Linked DNA regions of Xenopus tropicalis: region 2 is linked to region 1. The links are chromatin contacts, called in public Hi-C maps. All regions are on one chromosome and are shown on one strand. Each heading gives the region's core, a stretch centred on a gene start, on an enhancer-like site or on the middle of the called end of the contact. The rest is flanking DNA. Distances are from core to core; before and after follow the strand shown. Region 1 has its middle 23 kb from the start of mmab. Region 2 holds the start of fam222a (family with sequence similarity 222 member A).

Region 1 (6,635 bases), core at 3,039-5,538:
CCAGTCTTCTTTATAGAAGCCTGTACATCCCAGGAGCATGAAGGACCATCTTAAACCAAACAAAGGATGGGCTATGTATCAAGCAGTCTGCTAAAGCACACTGTCGCTCATCAATTATTTAATATTCTGTCCTTTTGCAGCCATGTACAAGGTCGTTCATCAAAGTGTCCTAGCTACAAGACAAAAAAGAAATATATTTTTCACATCTAGTTCCATACAAAGTACACACAGGCAGTTATATTTTTATTTTGCTAATCTGAAACAGCAAACAAGGCCATATTCATGAATACAATTATTAGTACATATATAGAGATTACGGAAAAAAGTTACAAGCTCTTTTCATATCTTTTATTATTTGGATAGTACAATAGTGATGTAAGGGTTGACGTGATACCTGTGGGGTTGAAATTTGGGAACTTTTGTGGGTTTAGGTTGGGTGCAGGTCAGACTGGGTAGGTACAATCCTTGGGAGTGGGAAGTACGGAGTGGGTGTGGGACTAAAAAGGCATCATTTTGCAGGTTAAGACATGTGGCTCTTTTTTTATATCTTTAGTTATTTGGGCACCAGTGCAGTAGTGATGTGAGGGATGACACGAAACCTGTGGGACCCCTGTGAATGGAAATTTGGGCAACAATTGTGAGTTCAAGCTTATGCCATATGTAGCAAATTCTGGGGCTGTGGATAAATGCAGGCCGGGAACTTGAAACAGCTCTCTTCTGTGTCTGCACCACTGCGTAGGCCCGGGTGCAGGCACACAGAGTGCATTTTGAGGCCAAAGTCTGCTCCATGTGCCTGCAGAGTGGCTCCAAGTGCACACAGAAGAGCGCTGTTCTAAGCAAAGGGGCTAATTCTGAACTTATCCGCAGGCTGAGAATCTGCCACTTGTGGCATAAGCCTTAGGCTTGTCTTGGGTGCAGGTTGAGTTTTTACTGATCTGTACACATCACTACAGTGCACCATTACAGCTGACTATATATATTTTTACAACAAAAGTAATATTTTACAACAAAACAAAATAATTAATATTGTTAATAAATATTTAAGCTGTATATAGTCTAAGGTACCTGAATGTACTAACCTGTAATGCACCAACAAATCAATCCCTCTGTGAGTGCTACCTTACTTCGTACACACAACCCACTGCCTAATTTTAGAACATATGGATTATCAGCAGCACTCTGCTTTGTATTAAACATGGCAGTGCCCATGGCTGCGATATCACTGTGATGCTCAGGACCTGCGTTCAATGCTTGAATATAGGATTTTCTTGCAAACTGGGTGTGCTCTAAATTGCCAATTCTGACTGCTTTCCTGGTTCCTGATCCTTTGGCTAGTTTCTGACCCTGCTGTTTTGCTGCCTGAACCGACCTGTGCCTGGAACACCCTTCTGTTTCCATGTTTTGAACTATTTATTTACCTGATCTCAAGCTTCCTCCTTGATCCTGACTACAACATCAATAAGAGCCGAGCAGGGTTTTACACAAACAACCTATTTCCTGTATGTACAGTACAAGCTATTGATGTACAGACTGTGTCTGTAATGCTGTACTAAGGAGCCCAGAAAGGAAGCAGCTAGCAGGTGGACTGTGTCATGGGAGAAACTAGAACTGGAAATTGGACATACCAGGAACTACACCTACAAAGATCCTTCCCCAGGGGGATCCTGTTTGTGGCTCCTGGGAGGGCCAAGCTATAGAAGGTCATTTTGTCTGGCAGGCATAATGGTCATAATGACCCACCCACATGATGGCGTTCATGCTTTTAGGTCCTTCACTAATTAAGACTTCATATATGTTTTATTAATGTGCATCCATATCTATCAGTTTGATAGAATATCATGCTAAGAGCAGCTTCCTATTCTAGAGACAGCAAGTGATGGGTAAAAAAAAAGCTCCCCCTTCAGTGTTTTACTTTATCCATAGAAAGGCAAATACAGTGATAAATATCTGAAGTTCTGTTAATATCTAATAGAATTATGGTAATCATTCTTTTTTCTCATCACCCTTCATAAAATGCCTATGGAAAAAAAATCCATACTTAAAAAACCCTGTTATATTGATTGATATTTCATAAAAAAAGAGGAAAAAAATTGGCAATATTCCCTGTTTCTCAGGATGATTAATAAGAACAGCTAATTTCTGATCTTAAAAAATTGCTCCTAATTACAAATTAGGTCTTAACCAGCCCTGCAAGGATCTGCTGAGGATGATTTGGCAGAGACCACTTTCATTCTGCAAGTATCATCTAATTTTAGTTAAATATAATGCAATCAATGGCAGATGTCTGATATGAAATATGAAGGTGCTGATATGCACTTCTTGTAGAAAGGAAATGCGTTTTTAATCTCATTAGTGCCTGGAAGGATCATTAAACACCTCCAAAGGTGTGTGCCAGGCATGCCGACCTCTAGGTTCCTGAACAGGTTTTCATTTTTAGCTACAGATGTGAAGGAAGCATAAACATCACTCTTCCGCCCTGACGTGATCCTTGGAATGGCTCAATAACTCATAATACTATGATGTAATTATCTTCTTTTACAAGAGATATGTTATCAAACACCATAAGTAAGATAAGTGATTCACCGTCACCCGAGGTTGGCAAACGAGAGGATCTTTCTCCAATATACCCACTATGAAGTGGTTGACATTGGATTAATCTGATTTTCAGCCAGGTATCGGTTAGGCAGGCTCATCTGAGGGCCCCATACATGGGCTGATAAGCTACAGACTCAGACTGTCAGAACTTTAACTTACATTTGCTTGGTGCATCCTGTGAACCCTGGTCTTATGCCATGGTACATCCAGCCCTTTGCAGTTTGCTCCTGCTGCTGCTGCTAATATTGCTAAGCTGCCAGAGCAGCATGACAATAAAAACAAACACTGCATCAGGAATATGAATGGAGAGCTGGTTAGAAATAAGTCATAAAGCAGGTGGTAGTTACAGTGAATTTTGCACAGTAAAAGAGGCAATTAGGGCTACACCCTAAACTGTACCTATGTTGGGCACATGTTAGTTAACAGCATATAGGGAGCAAAGGGGCTTAACAGTATTCTGTCTTTGTGAACTATATACCTTATTCCCAGGAGTTCCTTATGTCAAGGGGCACTTTTTCTCCTTGCTGCAGTCTGACATACAGTGTAACAGTTTAAAAAACAATACGGCTTATAGGAAAGTATATGCCCATCAGGCTTGGACTGGCAATCTGTGGATTCTGGCAAATGCCAAAGGGGCTGCTGTAAGATGTCATAGACCAGTGATTCCCAACCAGTGGCTCCTGACCAACATGTTGCTCACCAACCCCTTGGATGTTGCTCTTAGTGGCCTTAAAGCAGGTGCTTATTTTTGAATTTCTGGCTTGGAGTAAGTTTTGATTGCATAAAAAGACAGATGCACTGCCAAACAGAGCCCCCTGTAGGCTGCCAGTCCACATAGGGGCTACCAAACAGGCAATTATAGCCCATATTTGACACGCTCACTTTTTTCTATGCATGTGTTGTTCCCCAACTCTTTTTACATTTAAATGTGGGTCACAGGTAAAAAATGTTGGGGACCTCTGCCTTAGATAGTCACTTCTTACAGTATTGGGTGCGTGGGGGCTGTTTGGGCCTCTGTGTACTTGAAATGCCAGGCCCTATATTGAATCCCAGTCCTGGTCTGGTACCCATCAAACTTACTAGATCACAGAAACCTATTGTATAAGTATCATAATGTTTAATCAACTGCCCCCCCCCCCCCCCCATCCAATTCATCATGGCTAATGTAGCACATTTTAAACTACACAATTCTAATCCGGACTGTAAAAAAATGCTAACTAATCATTTAGAATTCTATTAATTTAGTATTTTTAAAATAGCAGCTGGGACTGTGTGGCTTACGCCTATTAAAAATGTATTTACGGTCATCATCATTTTACATCCTTCTTGGCCTATCCCTTCCTGGCCTAGGAAGATATGTTCAGGCCATTACAAAACTGACACATAGTTTCATGCACTATAACCTGTACCAATCATATATTCTTGGCTTTATAATGAAATTGAGCTGGCAGTAGTGGACTTAATACTAAATACAGCTTAAAGATTTGCATGTGATGTGAACACAGGATGCTAATTGGTGTTTAGTAATCTGGGGCATGCAGGAGACAATTTATTTTTCCTCTCTCACTCAACTGAATAGATAATTACTACTTTGCCTATCATTTAGGCCTGATTGCCCCACTACTAATGAAAGCCGATAGGCTTCCTTTCAGAGCTATAGTGAACTTCCCACCCATTTGAGAACAGCTGTGGGAAGGCCAACCCAGACAGACTGACCCCAGACATTGGTTGCAGACATCTGTCCCAGAAGCTGTGACATTATTAGTACTCCTTATTATACTATTAACAATAAACACTTTACTACTACCAAAGACAGCTAAAGGGCCCCCATGGCTCGACTGTTTGTGAAATAGGTTTCTGTGTTTGGTTGTATGGTCTATGAATGCTTGATTGATAGCAAACCTATTACTTAAAATGAATTAGAAGTCTCTGAATGAAGTGTGCATATGTGATGAGTGCAAGGCTGCTGACAAATGCATTGAGCTTTTGTTTTGGGTCAGAAAGTGATGAATTCCGAACTTGGCTGGTAAACCTGCACTACTAAAGGCCTGAAAAGAGACCTATCAGAGACTCGACCTGGGGAGGTTGGTATTTTTAAATCCTAAGGCCTCACAATGCTGGCAAATTTCCATCTTGTACGGTAATTTTAAGCAACATTACAAATTCCACTGACAGTAATCAGTGACAGAACTAAAGCATGGGAGTTGACTTTCAGAAATATTTATGACACTTCGATAGTCATTAACTTAATCTGTTACACCCTACAAAGAAGGAGGCACCCCAACGCTGTGCACCTGCTACAACACCGATGCTTTGCTGTCCTTCATTTTTCCTGTCTGCCTTTCTTCAAAACTTTAACAAAGAGCTAATTAAACCAGGGTGAACGCATGTCTAGAATGACCTACATCTAGCTCTATTTAATGAAATGCACCTTAGCAGGCTAGGCAGGCATATGTTATTTATAAGAGTCTGGCACGGCCTAAAAACAAGATAATTATCAAAAGAGTTGTGCAAAGAGAGCAAAAAAGGGTTAATAAGTACAAGAGGAGCTGCAATAGCTCTACCTGTGACTGTCTCTCTGCTGGGCCAGCCAGGCGCTATCTATCATGGACATGACAGCTGAGATTCATTTCAAGACCAAGAAAATGCCAGCTAATCCTTTCTGCAAGACATTGATAGACTAGCAACTTGGGAAGGATTGTACAGCAGTAATGAAATTAGGCCTGAAACTGCTAGTGGATTGCAGATAATTACCCTTGTCTTTCACCAAAAATAACAATCTTCCAAAGCCACATAAACCCTTGTAGTCACTCAAAACTTCACAAACACCATAGCTGAGCGTTCTTTTTGTGAACAGGGTCCCCCAGAAATTCAAGCCTGTGTCTCTAACCCTGACGTATGTCATCCCGGACTTCCACTGCTGATTAAACCCACTGGGAAGTTATTCAAACTGGATATAAAAGGGCCACCGTTTCCATTTCAGGGCTTGTGCTCCATTCTCTTTGTGTCTCAATTTTCACACAAAAAAATTCCCAAAGGAACTATCATACCTATGTTTTCCTTTGGAGAATAGCATATAAGGCAACAAAAACCATCACATCAGATATATGCTGTTTAATGTTTAGGTATAAAGGAAATCTTTTAATTTCAACATGATGCCAAATACTACTAGATTTCGGACAGAACTGTATAACTGAGTAACAAAAAAATTATAAAATTAACAACTGTGATTTTGATACACTACTCTGGGAAAACACAAATACAGTTTACTAGGAATGGATAAAATACTGCTTCAGGTGGCAATACATGAGAGGGGGTAAAAGCTACCAATTCAGTCTTTCCAGACAGCTTTTTGCCTGTGTGTGGTGTAAGCCATCAGGCCTGCTTGGGCAGATTTCAACTTGGCAGTTTTGATAGTGCCATCAGATCGAGGACCACATCTGTGCATTGGTGTGGTCATTGTGCCAATGGCCTGAATAGGTCCAATTATGATCCCCAGGGCCAAATAATTGGAACAGTCCAATATTGCCCAACTTATTGGCATATCAGTGAAATATCTGCTCATTTGGTGATCTTGTCAAATAGATCTTTTTTCAACCCAGTTTCACATCAAAGAAGCAACTTTCTTTCAGTCATACATTAGATTTCCTTTTAAAATATCATATATGAGACATTTATTTTTTTAACTGAACTATGTTGAACTATGAGAACTGAACTAGTTCTCTGAACTATGCATTGTTTGTTGGTTGAATGTAGTTTGTTCTAGATGTATTCATTTCTTGTTATTTTGATAAATATATTCCCAGTCAATGATATAAAGCCTTTAGTTTAGGGGACTGTATATCTTGACACTCATACCTGTTTCCCATAGACAATATTTTCACTCACCAAAATATAGCCTATAGAGGAATTTGAATGTCCAGACCATATGGGTACTTTACTAAGACCTGGGGAAGAAGTACGAATAGGGACATGAGTGACTTGCTGGGCACTGCAGCTCCCACTGACTCCAGCCCTTTCCTGACCACCTGAAATAGGGT
Region 2 (6,905 bases), core at 1,056-3,555, 210 kb after region 1:
ATCGCTTGTTAGGAAAAGACGAGCGACTGGAACTCGCTTTTTAAAAATCGCAGCAACTAATCTCTGTGGGACATTAGTCTAAGGATGTAAAGGACACAACCTTCTAAAGGTCCCCATACACAGGCCGATAGTAGCTGCCGATATCGGTCCCTTGGACTGATTCGGCAGCTAATCGGCCCGTGTATGGGCACTCCCGACGGGAGATCTCGATTAGGCAGGTTATAAAATCTAGTTGGATCAGGGACCGCATCGGCTCGTTGATGTGGTCCCCGGACCGACTTTTCCTATACCTGCCGTTATAATTCGATTATTTGGCCCCAGGGCCAAACAATCAAATTACCCTGGATTTTCCTGATATCGCCCACCCGTAGGTGTGATCTTATGGTGTATGGGGACCTTGAGGCTGGTGAAAAGTTGCAAAACCCTGAAATGTTCTATGTAACAAAGGACACAAAATCCCAACTGCTTGTGTGGGACATGACCAATACTCAAATTCAAAATATGTCTGTAAAACTGTTGACCCCCCCATGGGAAGCTGTAACAAAATTTTGTAATGATGCACTCATTGCTGTAACTTCAAATTACACCAACGATGGTCTGTTCCAAATAAGAGAGATGAATCCTTTATTACTTGCAATGCTAACAAGGGAGGAACTATAATAGAAAATGAATACCATCACTTTGGACTTACTAAAACATTTGCAATTTCCAAGAATCACTTTGCCCCTGGGTCCATGCCGGCCTTTATGTGATACACCTACCACATGATCTGTGATTGGCCAATTATAGTGGGACATACTCTACAGGTAGTGTGAGTGGCCCTGATTAGTGATGAGCAAATTTTTTCCACCAGGCGTGGATTCGCAGCGAATTTCCACATTTTACCATTGGCGAATTGTTTCGCGAACCTTCCTTCAAAATTGGGTGCGGGCGGGGTCAAAAAAGATGCACTACAAATGCGTTTCATGGATTTTTCACCGTTTTGCGAATTTTCTTTTCATTTCGCAAATTTTATGGCAAAGCAAAACGGGACAGACTCGCTCATCACTAGCCCTGATACAAAATCTACATATGCCCAGATAAATGCCCCTTGTAAACACCAGAAGACTGTGTATGGCACCAAGTTAAACGAACAGATTAGTTTAAAAAATAAAACCTGATAAAATGGCTGGAGTCAGTGGATGTCTAATGTAATAGCCAGAACATAACTTGCTTCTTGCATCTCTAACCTGTTTGCCAGTTAGCGACTTGAAAGGGGACCACATATGACATAACTAGTTTGCTTTTAATCATGAACTCGCAGGTCAGGATGAGGAATATTTAGCTTTGCCTTTAAATGAATTAAAGGTCAGTGTGCCAAGTATGAAAATAAAACCAAAAACTCAGAGATCAAAATAGAATAAAAGGAAAATGGATTATTAATCCTCACTGCTTGCTGGCACCAACCATGCCCCCGTGCCCCAAACAGACAGAAGTCAGAATGTGACCAAGGCAGCGGCAGTACCAGGATTTTAGGGATTGTAAGCTCTACGGGCAGGGACCTCCATTCTCTTGTGTCATTGACTCTTAACTTATTGCAACTATATCTTGTATTTATTGTTATACTATTATTATCTTAATAACACTGTTTGTATTAATGTATTCTACAGTACAGCGCTGCGTACATAAGTAGCGCTTTATAAATAAAGATATACATACATATACATACAGTACATAATGAGAGACTTCTAAAGAAATGATTTGCTTTCATTTTTTTTAAAAGTTTTAGCATTTGGTGCTTGCAGCTTTCCAGCGCTAACTCCTATAAAGGTCAGTGATGGGAAGGGAATAAAAGGAAGAATAAAAGCATAAGAGTGTAGGCTTGTGTAATGTGGTTCCGGCCATTCCTGTAAAACGTTCAATGTTTATATCTTATTCCTACCCGACTTGGGCATGAATAATCTCATTTACTAAATGTCGCTGTCAGGTTGTAGTATTGATCGTGTTTTAAGGATTTCTTTTTTTAAAAAAAGGCAAAACTAAAAGGAAACAATGGTAAGGTACGGCAGCGGCTGTCCTTTAAGAGGATTTTAATTTTTCCGCGAAAACATCGCACGGCCCTTCCTTCCTCCCTGGGGCTCCACTGAGACTCGGTTCGCTTATCCCCCCAGGTAAACGCCTTTTTCGCTTTCCATTGGCCGGTCCTCTCCGGCAGCGCCTCTCCCATTGGCTGTTAGGCGTGTCGCGGGCGTGGCTTAGAGAACAGAGGCAGAAGCATCACTTGTCTGTTTGTCAGTTCCCGACGTGCAGAGCAGCTGTGAGGACCCGCTGGCCCGGGCTGCAGCGTTTGCGAGGCGATCTCAGAAGCAGATCCCACATCTCTGCACTGTCGGATCGTTCCCCTTCTTTCCTGGTACCCTCTGCTTGTATTTAAACGCTGTCCCGGAAAGGATTCTTCCTGTGTGGTAAATTGCACCAGCAGAAGACAGAGAGCTGCTGCCCGTACCGGGGATTGAAGCTTGTGCGGAGCTGCGCTGAGGGGATCTGATATATGAGCATTCGGTGCGGCTCGGATGGTGCATCTCCTCCTCCTGCTGCTGCAGCGCTGAGACAAGTCGCACATCGGGGACACTGGGAAGCTTTACCTCCTTCTGCTTCAGCCCCACACGCTAAATATTTATTCTCTGCGGAGAAATACACTGGATCTTCTGCCTCCTTCAATTTATCTGAAGGCTTTGTGTCGCTCTTTACCTACAATAACCTGCCCTGTGGAGTTTACAGGATTCATCGCCAGTTTGCCCCTTTTTTTCTATTTATTATTTAAATGAATGTTTTCGTGCCCCCCTCCCTTCTGTCTGCTGTCATATTGATATGAAAACACTGCCAGAGGCTCTCAAATAAATGGAATTTCCCCTGACAAAAGGCACAGACGAGGTACACGGCCGATTTCTGTCGGGTTGAGATCTTGAAGAGTTCCTGTGGCTTTTTTTTATTATCAAAGGATTTTGTGCTGCTAATGTGATCGATTTGGCAACTCCATCCTGTTAAAGCTTTAGAACAGTTCCTTTTAATTTATGGCTCATCATTAATCTGGATTGGTGCAAGCCTTCTGTCTAGTACAAAAGTTGACACTTTTATGAATGGGGTATTTTTAAAGGCTGTAGTCACTGAAAGGCTGAAACTCCCATACTGATTCCTGTCAGATGATACATTGGATTTCCCTGGCAGATAAAGGGATTTAATGGAATACTTCTGAAGATCTTATGGCTTGGATTAAGTTTTAGGGTTGTGCAAAAGACTTGATCGTTGCCATTGGACCCCAGGAGCCTGCCTAGGAGAAACTGAAGATTTATGGTAAATATTCTGAGGGGGGTGGGCTTCTTTTGACAAAAAAAGGGGCAAATTATTTCAACATTTTCTGAAGGTTAAATAGCAGATGGTGCATCTTCCCATTGGTTTTTACTCACTTCATTTATTATGAATACTCATGCTTTTTGTTGCCATTATTCCCCCCTTCCTCGTATATAATAAATACTAAGTTACCCCTTTAGTTAACATTACCACTATTTGATGCCTTCTGTCTTGTTAGTGCTTTTAGACAGTTACTATGAAATACATGACTATGTTGATGGTGTTTCACATCTAGGTCCCAATTCACAGTGTGACTATTTATACCTGGCATTCTTCCCTCCTAGGTGGCAGAAGCTGGTTCAGAAGAGCTTGCTCTCTAGGGACTGGTATAAGCAGAGAAATATAAAATCTCAGTATAACCTGTAGCTCTTCCATTCCTGCTATCGAGGGCTTTGGGAGTTATAGTTAAATAACAACTGGAGGGGGCATGTTTAAATAAATGTAGATGTGATATAATAAGGTCTGTCAGCCATTTCTAAGGTAGACTCACTGACACAGGACATCTTCCAAGCAAGTACAGTATGACTAGTGATGTATTTCATGTTCCTAACTATTGCTTAAACATTAGGAAGTACTTGTACTTTCATTTTAATTGGTGTAATAGTGTCCTTTCTGCCGATTGAGTTAGCATCAGCAGCTAACAGTAATGTTTAAATGTAGATGTGCCCAGCAATGCCCATAACCTGCAGAAAATGGATTCATTGACTCATCCCTACTAGTTATTTGCGTAGATGAGTTAAACCACTGGGCTGTCTAGAATAATATAACAGTAATGCTGATGTATCCCATGTACAGACAATTCCTGGCAGTGAAAGTGCTAATATACAGAAAGCTACGTTATATGGTGTATGCTCAAAACTGGAAGCTATATTCTGTTTTAGCTATTGTGTTTGTGTATAGATCATTTTGAACAAGTGATGGGCAATGTGCTGATGAACTCTTAACAGCCCTTGGTTGTCGTGAAGTGATGGGAGTTGTAGTTCACAAAATTCTAAGTGCCACAGGTTGGCTTTTTTTTTTTAATCAGAGTTCTAGTTGTAATCAGCCTTCTTGCCACTCCAGCAAAATCCCACTCAACATTCCTGCTCTCTTCCAAGCCATTTGCTCTCAGCTGCTCTCCCTGGAAATGGGTTTGTGTTCTATTCCTCTGTGACCTCATCATATGCTGAGAAAAGTAATAAATGCAATAAATAACCATGACATACATTCTAATAATATGGGGGGGGGGGGGGGTCATAATCTGTGTATAAAATATATATATGTGTGTCTATTTATACACCGTTCTTTATTGTAATGTAAAAAGGCTGTATTCCATGTGCTGCTTCTACAATCCATCACACCCTTTGAGGTACTTGAGTAAAATTGGCTGTGAATAGCTTCTTTGAAGTGAATTTCAAATGATCTGCCCTTTCCTTCTAGCCCAGTGATAAATCCCTGGCTCAGTTTTACAACAGGAAACTTGGCAATTTATTTTTTATTGCACTGACTGCTAATGACAATTGGTTGAGCTACAAGAGAGCCGAGTAGCCGTGATGGAAGCATATTTTACAGAAAGAGAGTTGCTGGAACAACATGCCATCTGTAATATGTCAGATCAGGGGGGTAATGTGAGGAAAGGAAACATTAATTAAAAAGGTGGTAGGAGCATGAAGTAAGTACTCCCTGGCACAGGCGGAATAGCCTAGTGCTTGGAAGGCAGGGCGATAATGAATTAGGCCTAAGATTTCTGTAGCAGGCGTGAAAAGGAATTTTTTTCTGTTGCTTTGAGATGTGAAGCTTTTTTTTTGCCCTGTGGGTTGAGAAACAGACACCTAATAGAGACATCTGCCTACTACTTTTTACTGTAGCTAAAATAGAAATGTGTCCCATCTAGTAGGAGGATGGTGATGATGGTGGCGGGGATCAGTTCGTTGTGAGTTTACACTGTTTATTTAGCTGGAGTTTTTATGGAAACACACTGTTTGGGATTCTTGACGAACAAGTCCCACAGATGGGCCCTTCCTTTTGTCTGTTCTTGTTGTGCTTGTGAAGGTAGACACAATAAAACTCTGTTCTGCCTTTCAACCTGAGTGCAGATAACAAGGCAGAGAGGAAATGAAAGGGATTTAGTGACATATGGCTTATTAACCCTATAAAGGTTTGGAGGAACTTGCTGTTGGCTGCTGGCATAATCAATCTGTATACAAGACAACATTGCAATTTATGTGTAATATATTATATATATATATATATATATATATATATATGTATCTCCACAAAACAGCAGGACATCATTACAAAGAAAAGAAAGTTTTACTACAGTGTAGCCAAAGTTTCTTTTATGCAATGTAGCGTTCTTTGTATACTAGAGTTTTTGGCACTGAGATGTGGCTCATGTGGTGTGCGTGTTTGTTTTATTTTTGTGTATGCTTTTTTGACAAATTTTGGTTGACTGTTATTAACTAACTTAAGCAATTAATCTTGTTTTTAGGGAGGCAACACCAGGATTTGACTGCATGTTTAAAACTTTCATTTAGAGCTCTGTGCTTCTAGCTTTATCACTGTAGTTAAGCCAGAAGCTGTAACTACATTGTTGGACACAGGGTAACATAAAGCCCACGGTTTCTACTTGTTTGACCAGGTGCCCAAATGGACTGATTTGACAACTCAAACTAGGGTGATCCATTTGTTTGTCCCTTGGGATAACTATTGGATCAAGATAGGTGACCTATGCAGACTTGTTGTCTCCTCACAGCATCTACAGACTTGTGCAATCTTGCTTGGATGGGATTTTCTAGTCTGCTCTATCATTATCTGAACAAAGATAAGCACTGGAGCTTATTGGGGCTTATACAAGTCAGCAGTCACAGTCTTCCCATTGGGCACATTTGTTCTTTTATTTCTTGATCTGTATTGCAATGCTTTGCATGTATCATGAGGCCTGTGAATTATATTTCAGTGTATATGTAGTTTTTGTGCTCCTTTTAGCCCACCTCACCAAACCCACAGTTCATTTTCAAATAGTCATTGCAAATCAAAACTTAAAAGTAATTGCCATTGGCCAGGAGAATACATCAAGCCAACAGACTAGCTTTTCCTAAAATAATGCCTCTTCCATTTCTAGTTGACCTTATTCTGTTCCAGTTGGCAAACATAATTAAGTAAATAATTTAACAGCCTAATGAACTTTTATAATAGGATTCCATTACCACTCATTTACTGTCTCATTAAAATGGAGAAAGATGCAGTATTAAACTGAAGTTCCCGATCAGTGGTTTTTAGATATCTTCATGATAACCAGGGTTTTTTTTTTTGTTTTTTTTTTGGCATCAAGACCTACTTACTATGACTCCACTTGTCCCAAGGCTGTTTCTAACTTTGTGCCTAGCTAACACTCTGAAACTTTGTGGGACCTGTTTTCAGAGCCCCTATTTTAAAATATGTAAATATATGATATTTTATTTATGAGTAAATTTCATTGGGTGCTACCAGCTTTTTGGACTGTGGGAGAAACCTGTCCAAAACATACCTATACA

The links. A called contact is a pair of places that touch in the nucleus more often than the background predicts.
Region 2: a Hi-C map of neurula embryo shows a contact between it and region 1, with 2.2 times the contacts expected there. The contact joins the promoter of fam222a here to the enhancer-like site in region 1. A contact is called at or near these places in 2 of 5 Hi-C or Micro-C datasets (brain and neurula embryo).

Annotation. Positions count from the first base shown.
Region 1 is chr1:146,858,448-146,865,082 of UCB_Xtro_10.0, forward strand. No RefSeq gene overlaps it. Among named protein-coding and RNA genes, the nearest start is that of mmab, 23 kb to the left of the region's middle. Within about 2 kb of position 4,289, at least 1 of the 11 cell types and tissues checked has an H3K27ac peak or open chromatin away from gene starts, as enhancers often do. A contact at or near this core is called in neurula embryo, where this site is marked.
Region 2 is chr1:147,068,978-147,075,882 of UCB_Xtro_10.0, forward strand. fam222a (family with sequence similarity 222 member A) reads left to right here and starts at 2,306. Exons shown (of 3, transcript NM_001079118.1): 1 at 2,306-3,333.